Regions from separate parts of the Callithrix jacchus genome. Here region 2 is linked to region 1. Evidence: chromatin contacts called from public Hi-C data. All regions are on one chromosome and are shown on one strand. Each heading gives the region's core, a stretch centred on a gene start, on an enhancer-like site or on the middle of the called end of the contact. The rest is flanking DNA. Distances are from core to core; before and after follow the strand shown.

Region 1 (3,875 bases), core at 1,173-3,672:
TCGTGCCACTGCACTCCAGTCTGGGTAACAACAGCGAAACTCCGTCTCAAATTTAAAAAAAAAAAAGAAGAATTTTATCCTACGCCATACATGCTGTTGCTCACTGAATCCCATTTTCCAAGCTAAAATGGTCGTACTAACACTTGATCTATGTGAACTATGTAAAGTATTAAAAAACTCAGAATCCAGACTTTTTCTTTGTTTTCTGGCTCACCACAACCACCACCTCCCAGGTTCAAGCGATTCTCCCATGTCAGCCTCCCAAGTAGCTAGGATTACAGGCATGCTTGCCTGGCTAATTTTGTATTTTTAGTAGAGATGGGTTTCTCCATGTTGATCATGGTGGTCTCGAACTCCTGACTTCAGGTGGTCCACTCACCTCGGCCTCCCAAACTGCTGGGATTACAGGCATGAACCACTATATCTGGCTCAGAATCCAGACTTTAAGCATATTCAAGCATGAGGAGAGAATAACATTTTACCTTTTCTGTGGATGCTAGACGGTTAGTTCATGAATAAATAAACACAGCTACTAGAGAAGGGCAACCAATTTTTCTTATCAGAAATAGAAAAGAAGCCGGGCTTGGTGGCTCACGCCTGTAATCCCAGCACTTTGGGAGGCCGAGGCAGGTGGATCACCCGAAGTCAGGAGTTCCAGACCAGACTGACCAACATGGTGAAACCTCATCTTTAAAAAAAAAAGAAAGAAAGAAAGAAACAGAAAAGAATGCAGAGACAGTGAAGCTTCTGGGGATTTGTGTGACGAGGAATGTTCTGCTCACCCAGGCTCCTATGACAAATTCAACCAGTTAGGTACAGTTGTATGTTACTTAACAATGGGAATACATTCTGAGAAATGTGTTGTTACGGAATTTCATTCTCCAAACATTACAGGGTGTACTTGTACTTTCACAAACCTAGATGACATTGCCTACTAACACCTAGGCTCGATGGCATAGCCCATGGCTCCTAGGCTGTGGACCTGTACAGCACATCATTGTGCTGAGTATTACAGAATTTGTTGTCTATTTTGACTTTCATTGCGTGGGTTTGAATGTTGCCAAGGATTTTTAAACAAACAGCTGTGTCCTTCATAATTCTTTGCATCGGGAGTGACTAGGAGCTTTATAGTAGCCTAGCCTTGGTTATCTTACCAGGTATATTGTTGTTGTCTTGCATTATGGGGATATGATATTCCAGAAGCATTTGATGAACTTTTGTTTGGTACTCCATGCTTGCTATTAAGACCACATAGTGGGCCAGATGCGGTGGCTCACTCCTGTAATACCAGTATGTTGGGAGGCCAAAATGTGCAGATTACCTGAGGTCAGAAGTTTGAGACCAGCCTGGGCAATATGGTGAAACCCCGTCTCTACTAAAAATATAAAAATTAGCTGACCATAATGGCGCACACCTGTAATCCCAGCTACTTGAGAGGCTAAGGCATGAGAATCACTTGAACCTGGGAGGCAGAGGTTGCAGTGAGCTGAGATCGTGCCACTGCATTTCAGCCTGGGCGATAGGGCAAGACTCCATCTCAAAAAAAACAAACAAACAAAAAGATCACATGGTGTTTATGTGATTATAGTTTAAGCCAACTTCAATTTATTGAATGCTTTTTGGGCACCAGACATGATACAGAGAATTTAATTTCCACAACAGTGTTCTAAGATCATTGCCACAGTGTCCACAGTTTTCAGATAAGGAACTAGATTAGAAAGATTATGCTGGACTCAATGGCTCACTACAAAAAAATTTAAAAATAAACCAAGTACAGTGGCATGCACCTGTGGTCCCAGCTACGTGAAAGGATTGCTTGAGTCCGGGAGTTCCAGGCTGCAGTGAGCTCTGATCACACTACTACACTCCAGTCTTACTGACAGAGTGAGACCCTGTCTCAGAAAAACAAAGAAAAAGAAAGGTTATGTAGTTTTCCCAATTAACAGCTGAGGTATTTTTGATTTCAGACCCTAAACTCTATAGTTTTTTTTCAGAAGTAAAAATATGAAGAAATTGAACCATATAAGATCTTTAGCATTTTTTTGTATCCACAGATATTCATACTGCCTCATATTTGAAGTGAGATTCTAACATTAGTGGAATCTCTTTATTTAATATTTTCTAAGGCAAAATGGTTTGATATGAAGCTACAACTTTTTACAACCTCTGTGGGAGATTCTTGCCTCTTCCTCCACAAGAGTTACTTTTTACTGACTGAGTTTTTTCAGACCTGCCTTGTCCCTCTTACCTAGCAGGTGATGCTGTCCTCATACCAAGGAGAGAAGACAGAATGGCACCCTTAACTTTTGTCCTTCACATGCAGACTTGCCTGTATGCTCATTGCTGCTGGCCCTCTTTTTTCTTGTTGTCTGACATGATCTCCTCCTGACACAAGATCTCTTGCACCTGCCCCTTAAGCTCCATCTCTCCTTATGCTAATCTCCCCCTACTCCCCGAAAGAACTTTGGAAGAGAGCACTGTGGAGTGTCTGCTATGTACTGATTAGATCTGTGGTCCTGGGTGGCGGTGCCATTGCTCAGGTAGGCAAGTCCAGGAGCAAGAAAGATAAGGATTGGGGAATACATGAGAAAGAGAGCCCCTGCCTTGGCAAACTTGCTTTCCATGTTGTTGTTAGGAGTGCTGACATTAAACACGCACTTCCTATGTGCTGGCTCCCATACATTTCAGCCTCCCACTAGCCCTCCCTACTTTATAGAGGCCTGAGACTCAGAGTGGACAGCACTCCTCAGTCCACACAGCTGGAAAGGAGCAGAGCCAGGCAGCAGCAGTGGGCTCTAGGCCCTGAATCTGGGCATTTAATAGGACATCTCAGCTCTGTCACTGTAGCGTCCTAGGGGGATGCCTTTGCTCCCTTGACTTGTATTACCATTTTTGTGTTTTAAGAACACAAAATAACATTACCATTTTGTGTTCTGAGTCAGTACCTCCATGTTCTAGATGTCCCACAGAGACCTCCAGACATGTTCACAACTAACTTGAGCGTCCCCTTCTCCCTCAACCTAGGGGCTTTTCCAGGGCTGCCTGCCCACGCAGTGGCACCACCACCCAATACCCAGATAGCAAGGTGTCCTCTCAGCTCCATGCTCTTACCTGGCCAGCCACCAACTCCTTTTATTCCAACTCTAGTTCTCATCCTCTTCTCTGCCAGTATCTTAGACTCTCCTCAGTCTCGCCCCTCCAATTTGTCCTTTATGTGGCCGACCAGGTGCACATCCTAAAATGTAAAGCTTGATGGCTCATTCTCTGATCATGTCCCCATTGCCCTATGGATAAAGTCCAGATCCTCTAAAGTGTCTTGGACACTCTGCAGTCTGCCCACTGCTTCTCTCTTTCCCTGTCACCCTCCTACCCAGCCTCTGACCCAGCTGTGCTGAAGGACGTGTAGCTGTCTCAGTGACTGTGTTCCCAGCCAGCTGGCCTTATCCCTCCCCGCTCAGCCTTTTTCCCAGCGCCTTCGGTCCTGCTGGGCCCTGCAGCTCTGCCCTGCGGGGGTCTTATCACCAGTTATCCTGGCTTCTTTTTTCACATCACAGTCATAGCACAATGCCTGGCACCTGATAAATTCAAGAATTTTTATCAAATGGATGAGACAAACATTTGCCTAGACAACACTGGGTTTGTTTTCCTGTAAATGTGATTATACCATAGTCCTATCAATATTATACTAATTTGTGGTGGAATTTGCGGCCTTCCAGACTTTCTGAGGCCTTGAAAATCCTGTGTTTCAGTGAGTTAATTTTTCCACTATAAACAGATCTAAACAACTAAATAATTCACTCATTTTAGGAATAAAAATTTGAGGCCGCCTGTGTTTTCAAAGTGCTTTGGTATGTCTCCCACTAAAATGTAAGCTT
Region 2 (4,503 bases), core at 1,146-3,645, 400 kb before region 1:
TTGACGCGTGAAGAGCCACAGGCACATAAGAAATAAATGTATCCCAGAAAGATGCCACCAGGGCTGAGGAGGAGTGGAGGCAGATGGAAAAGGAAGAGGACAGTGCCTATGCTAGAAATTGGAGACCTCATTTTGTCCTGGAAACAGACCTTGACCCAGCCCCTAAATCTGGGTGGAGAGAACACGCTCTGCCAGGGCACTGGCAGCCTATCTTCTCCAGCCACTTACTGCCTATTGCAGACAGAGAGCATTCCCTTTTTCAAAAGTATTTGAAAAGATCAGCCTCAGTGGGTATAACAAAGACCTCATTTATTAAAACATTTTACCCTTCATTTCCACTAGGCATTCTTTTTATAATGTTAATAAATTGATATGACTTTCCCTTCCTTTAGCCCCAATAGGATCTCATCTATGTTTTTAAAAATAAGGACAGAAGAATCATAGAACGTTAGAACCAGAAGGGGCTTCTGAGAGTACATGAGCGAACTCGGATTTCTCAGAGGAGAGAACAGGCCAACTTGCCTTGGAGCGTACAGCTAAGACTGAGAACTCTCTCCTGACTTCCACTCACCATCAAGTATGTACTGTGGTTTCAGTACAAACTGAAATATACTGGTATACATTTTGGTGTTATATACTTAAAAATCCACAAATCAAAAAGTTCCAAAGAGCCAAACAAGTCTATTATCTACCAGTGCTGGTTTACTATTCTGATGACCTTTATTAACCCTCAAAATGCGACATACAACCAAATTACTTCCAGGATATCAGCCCAGTGACCCAGGACAGTATGAAAATCAAGCTGCACTGGTGACGACTGGGCTTTTATAAAAATCTAAACACAAAGAGTCATAAAAACTCATGTAGGTAAAGTCATGGGCGAATCACTGGACTATGTGGGCTTCTTCCAGCTGGCTTCCATGGCCCTGCGGTTGGCCCATTTAGGTGATGGCCTTGTCCCCTTCAGCAGGGACTCTTGATTGCTGACAAAGGGCGAGGCCTTCTCAGGGGCACAGGCAGACCCCTCAGACCTCCCTACATCGCCGACAAGTGCCAGTCCCCTACTTAGAAATAAGCGCCGGGGGCCCTCTACACACAGATAAGCTGTGAAGCCTCTTCCCCGACATATGCCAGGAAACTGCAATGTTAGAGCTTTGTTAGAGAAGTTTACTTTTAATATAAATGTAAAAACTATTTCAGTGAATCTGGGAAAAGCCAAGCATTAGGAAAGCCTGTGACCTGTGATGGGATGCTGGCACTGCAATTTGCCTGCTGAAAATCCGGGGAAGCTCAAGACCTACATTTTACAATCTATTCCAGGTATTGGGGTCTCTGGGAAGTGCTCCAGGGCAGATCCTTAGGCTTAGAGTGTGGTGCATTGAGATGTGGCGCTGGGTGCCACTGGGGGTGAGGGGATGGTGGCAGGCAGCAACCCTGCACATCTCAGACTTAAGTTTCCAAGGCCTTTGCAGCATGGGCAACTGGGCCAGGCCCCTACTCGGAGCACTGTCTGTGGATGTGGGTCATGGGGCTTCTCTTTAAGATCTTGTACTGGGCCTGGATGCCATCATGTGCAATGCCACACACACAGTAAATGAGGGAAATACGCTGCTTCTCAGGCCAGCACAACTAGCATTTTCACCAAGGTATAGAAATGTATCCATCTACTCTCATGTTGAAGGACAACATTAATCTCAACCAAATGTGTCGGGCTTGTGAATCTGGAGGCAAATCTCATACACACACACACACACACACACACACACACACAGAGTGAATGAGTCTATGTGTGGGTCTAAGCAGGCAGCCTCAAAATTATGTTCACCATTAACAGGTGTAGCAAAATCTCAGACCGACCTTCAGTGACGGAGGCTGATGAGGTCAAAAACGATGGAAGAAATGCTAGGAAAGTCTGGTTCTTATCATCAGGTGACAAGGGGACAAGCGCCTCTTTTTCCCTGCACTTGGTTACCCCATCTGTAAGATGAGCTGTAGGACAGTATCATCTCTAAGATCCGTTTACTTCTGACCTGCTATAACTGCAGGAAGGCAGAAACGCCCACATGCTGACTGGTTTTACTACCAGCAACCGGGGGTTTCCCTTCCACTTCCCCAGCTCTGCAAGGAGGGAAGGGCACAAGAAGTACTGTGAGCCCCTGGCCACCACCATCAGGAGGGGAGCCAGGGGTCCAGCCAGGGTCCTGCCTGGGAGAACTGAGTCCAAATTCCTGGCATGCAGAATGTCCCAGCGAATGGGGCGCAGCACAGGAAGCAGTAGCTCCCCAAGGGCCTCAGGGCATTACAGTAGAGCCCTAGTCCTCCAGTCACAGCCCCCCAAAGGGAAGGCTTGCCACACATCAACCTGAGCCCAGAGCCCCCCAGTCTCCTTCTAGACCCTGCCCCATTGCCAGCCTCATTCACAGATGTCTTACCCCTCTGTTCTCCACACGACAGGCTTTCTTGCACATTCAGACATTTCTTTTAGCATTTCCTTCCACCTCCAAGCAGCCTAAAGCTTCTCACTCTTTTGAAAGGAAGGGGTAGGGGCTGAGGCTGAACGACTGAGAAGCAGCTGAGTTGTGGCTGCCGTCCTAGGGGACAGGGTACCTGACACCCAGATCTCATGTTTTCATCTTATTTTCATGACAAACATAAGCAGTACCATGATGTACAGGCCTGCCAAATCCAAAAGAAGCCCACACACCCCCTGGAGGCACATGCACATGCTAGTAGTGACACATTAGGCCAACCCAGGGTAACAGCCTCTCACTGCTGTAAAGGAGCCAGGCTCTTCGTGGAGAATGTGGGTCAAGGCCAGACCAAGGTTTCCACATGTCAAGCAAGAATTATGCCCAGACAATTAACTATCTCTGCGTGTCCAGGGACAGGGGCAGCCCAGCATCCACCCGAGGGCTCCTGCCCCACCTGGCACCAGCAGGGTCAGGGGTCCTTCCTGAGTCCCCAGGTATTTCAGTCAATAAAAAACCATTCCCACTCAAAATAAAGTACCTTAAATATGTCAGCCTGCTTCCTCTCCCTGCAGATCTCAGAAAGACAATGGAGAAGTCATGAGAATCTTAGAGAATCACAAGGCCCAAGCCTGCATTCAGGAAGGGAGACCTATGGTGGGGTGTTTTCTGTTTTGGGGACAATCATTCATCTCCTTTTGGTAACCCCTCCAGAGCTATATCTCTACGTCAGTCTTTAAAGACTTTTTTTTCTTATGTCCATGACACTATTTCCTGCTTAGCTGAAGGCCATTCTTCTTGCTAACACTTTCAGGCACTGCATCAAGCCCAGGCTCCTGTTCATAAACCTTCTGTGAACACTACAGCTAAAAAAGGCAGCTCCAACTCTGCCCCTAACTAACTGTCCAATCTCAGGCAAGTTCCGCCTCCTCTTCCACCTCCTCTGGGGGCCACAACATGCTGAATGACAAGGGCTTATATCTAATTGTCTCTTAATCCCTTTTCACTTTTAGGCCTTCTGATGAGACCTAGACTCTAACATAACCCCTTTCAGATATCCATGGGTTGTTCCCTTCTATGTCCCATAACCACTGAGCTCAGCATTCCCACGGGGGTAGAAGCCACTTCAAAGAAATCAGTACTGTGTGTTCCCTCTGTTCCCTTAGTGGCTGACTTCACGTCCCTGCAGTCTGAATCTTCAACAGACATCCACCATTCTCAGGTGACCAGGGCTGATCCTGGTGTGGAGATAGGTTGACTGTGCTGCTGTCGAACCACTGCCATGACTTGGGCAGAGCAAGGCAGCGAGCCAGCTGCTCACCTAACTGCCTGCCTGGGGATGGGCCTGACAGCTACTCCAGGGATTCTGAGGAAGAGCATGTTTAGCATGATTGTAGGACATAGCTGGAAATGTCACTTTCCCACTGGAGCCCACTCTCAATTTCAAGGGCAAGTGACCCCAAATCTTTGCATCCCTGAAGCCTATCTTTATTTATTTTTATTTTTTAAGAGACAGAGATCTCACTCTGTTACCCAGGCTGGAGTGGAATGGTACAATATAACTGACTGTAGCCTCGAACTCCTGGACTTATACAATCCTCCTGCCTCAGCCTCCCGAGTAGCTGGGGACTGTAGGTATGCACCACCACACTTGATTTTTTTTTTTTTTTAACAACTTTTTTTTTTTAGAGAAAGGGTCTCAGTTTGTTGCCCAGGCTAGTCTCAAACTTCTGGCTCCAAGTGATCTTCCCGCCTCGGCCTCCCAAAGTGCTGAAATTACAGGTGTGAGCCACCACATCCAGCTAATTTCATTCTTAAAGCTGCCACTACCAGCGTTGGCCCAGTCCTGGGCTATGTAGCCAGAGACTAGGAGACAGAGAAGCAAAGTGAAACATGTAGTCTGGAGGAAACAAATAAATAACATTATTGGAATTTCTAAACAGATTAAATTTAAAAACATCATTTGGGGAAAAGTATTTTAAAAGTCTATCTTCCAGTCCAAGAATATTCATGCTGAATCAAGTAAATTTTTTGA

What was found. A called contact is a pair of places that touch in the nucleus more often than the background predicts.
Region 2: a contact with region 1 is called in a Hi-C map of skeletal muscle, with 9 times the contacts expected there. The contact joins two enhancer-like sites. A contact is called at or near these places in 2 of 3 Hi-C or Micro-C datasets (both in skeletal muscle).

What each region holds. Positions count from the first base shown.
Region 1 is chr15:35,840,983-35,844,857 of calJac240_pri, reverse strand. The region is part of intron 6 of DCP1A (decapping mRNA 1A); the gene reads left to right. Among named protein-coding and RNA genes, the nearest start is that of DCP1A, 39 kb to the left of the region's middle. Within about 2 kb of position 2,422, at least 3 of the 16 cell types and tissues checked have an H3K27ac peak or open chromatin away from gene starts, as enhancers often do. A contact at or near this core is called in skeletal muscle, where this site is marked.
Region 2 is chr15:36,237,228-36,241,730 of calJac240_pri, reverse strand. The region is part of intron 10 of CACNA1D (calcium voltage-gated channel subunit alpha1 D); the gene reads right to left. Among named protein-coding and RNA genes, the nearest start is that of CHDH, 130 kb to the left of the region's middle. Within about 2 kb of position 2,395, at least 1 of the 16 cell types and tissues checked has an H3K27ac peak or open chromatin away from gene starts, as enhancers often do. A contact at or near this core is called in skeletal muscle, where this site is marked.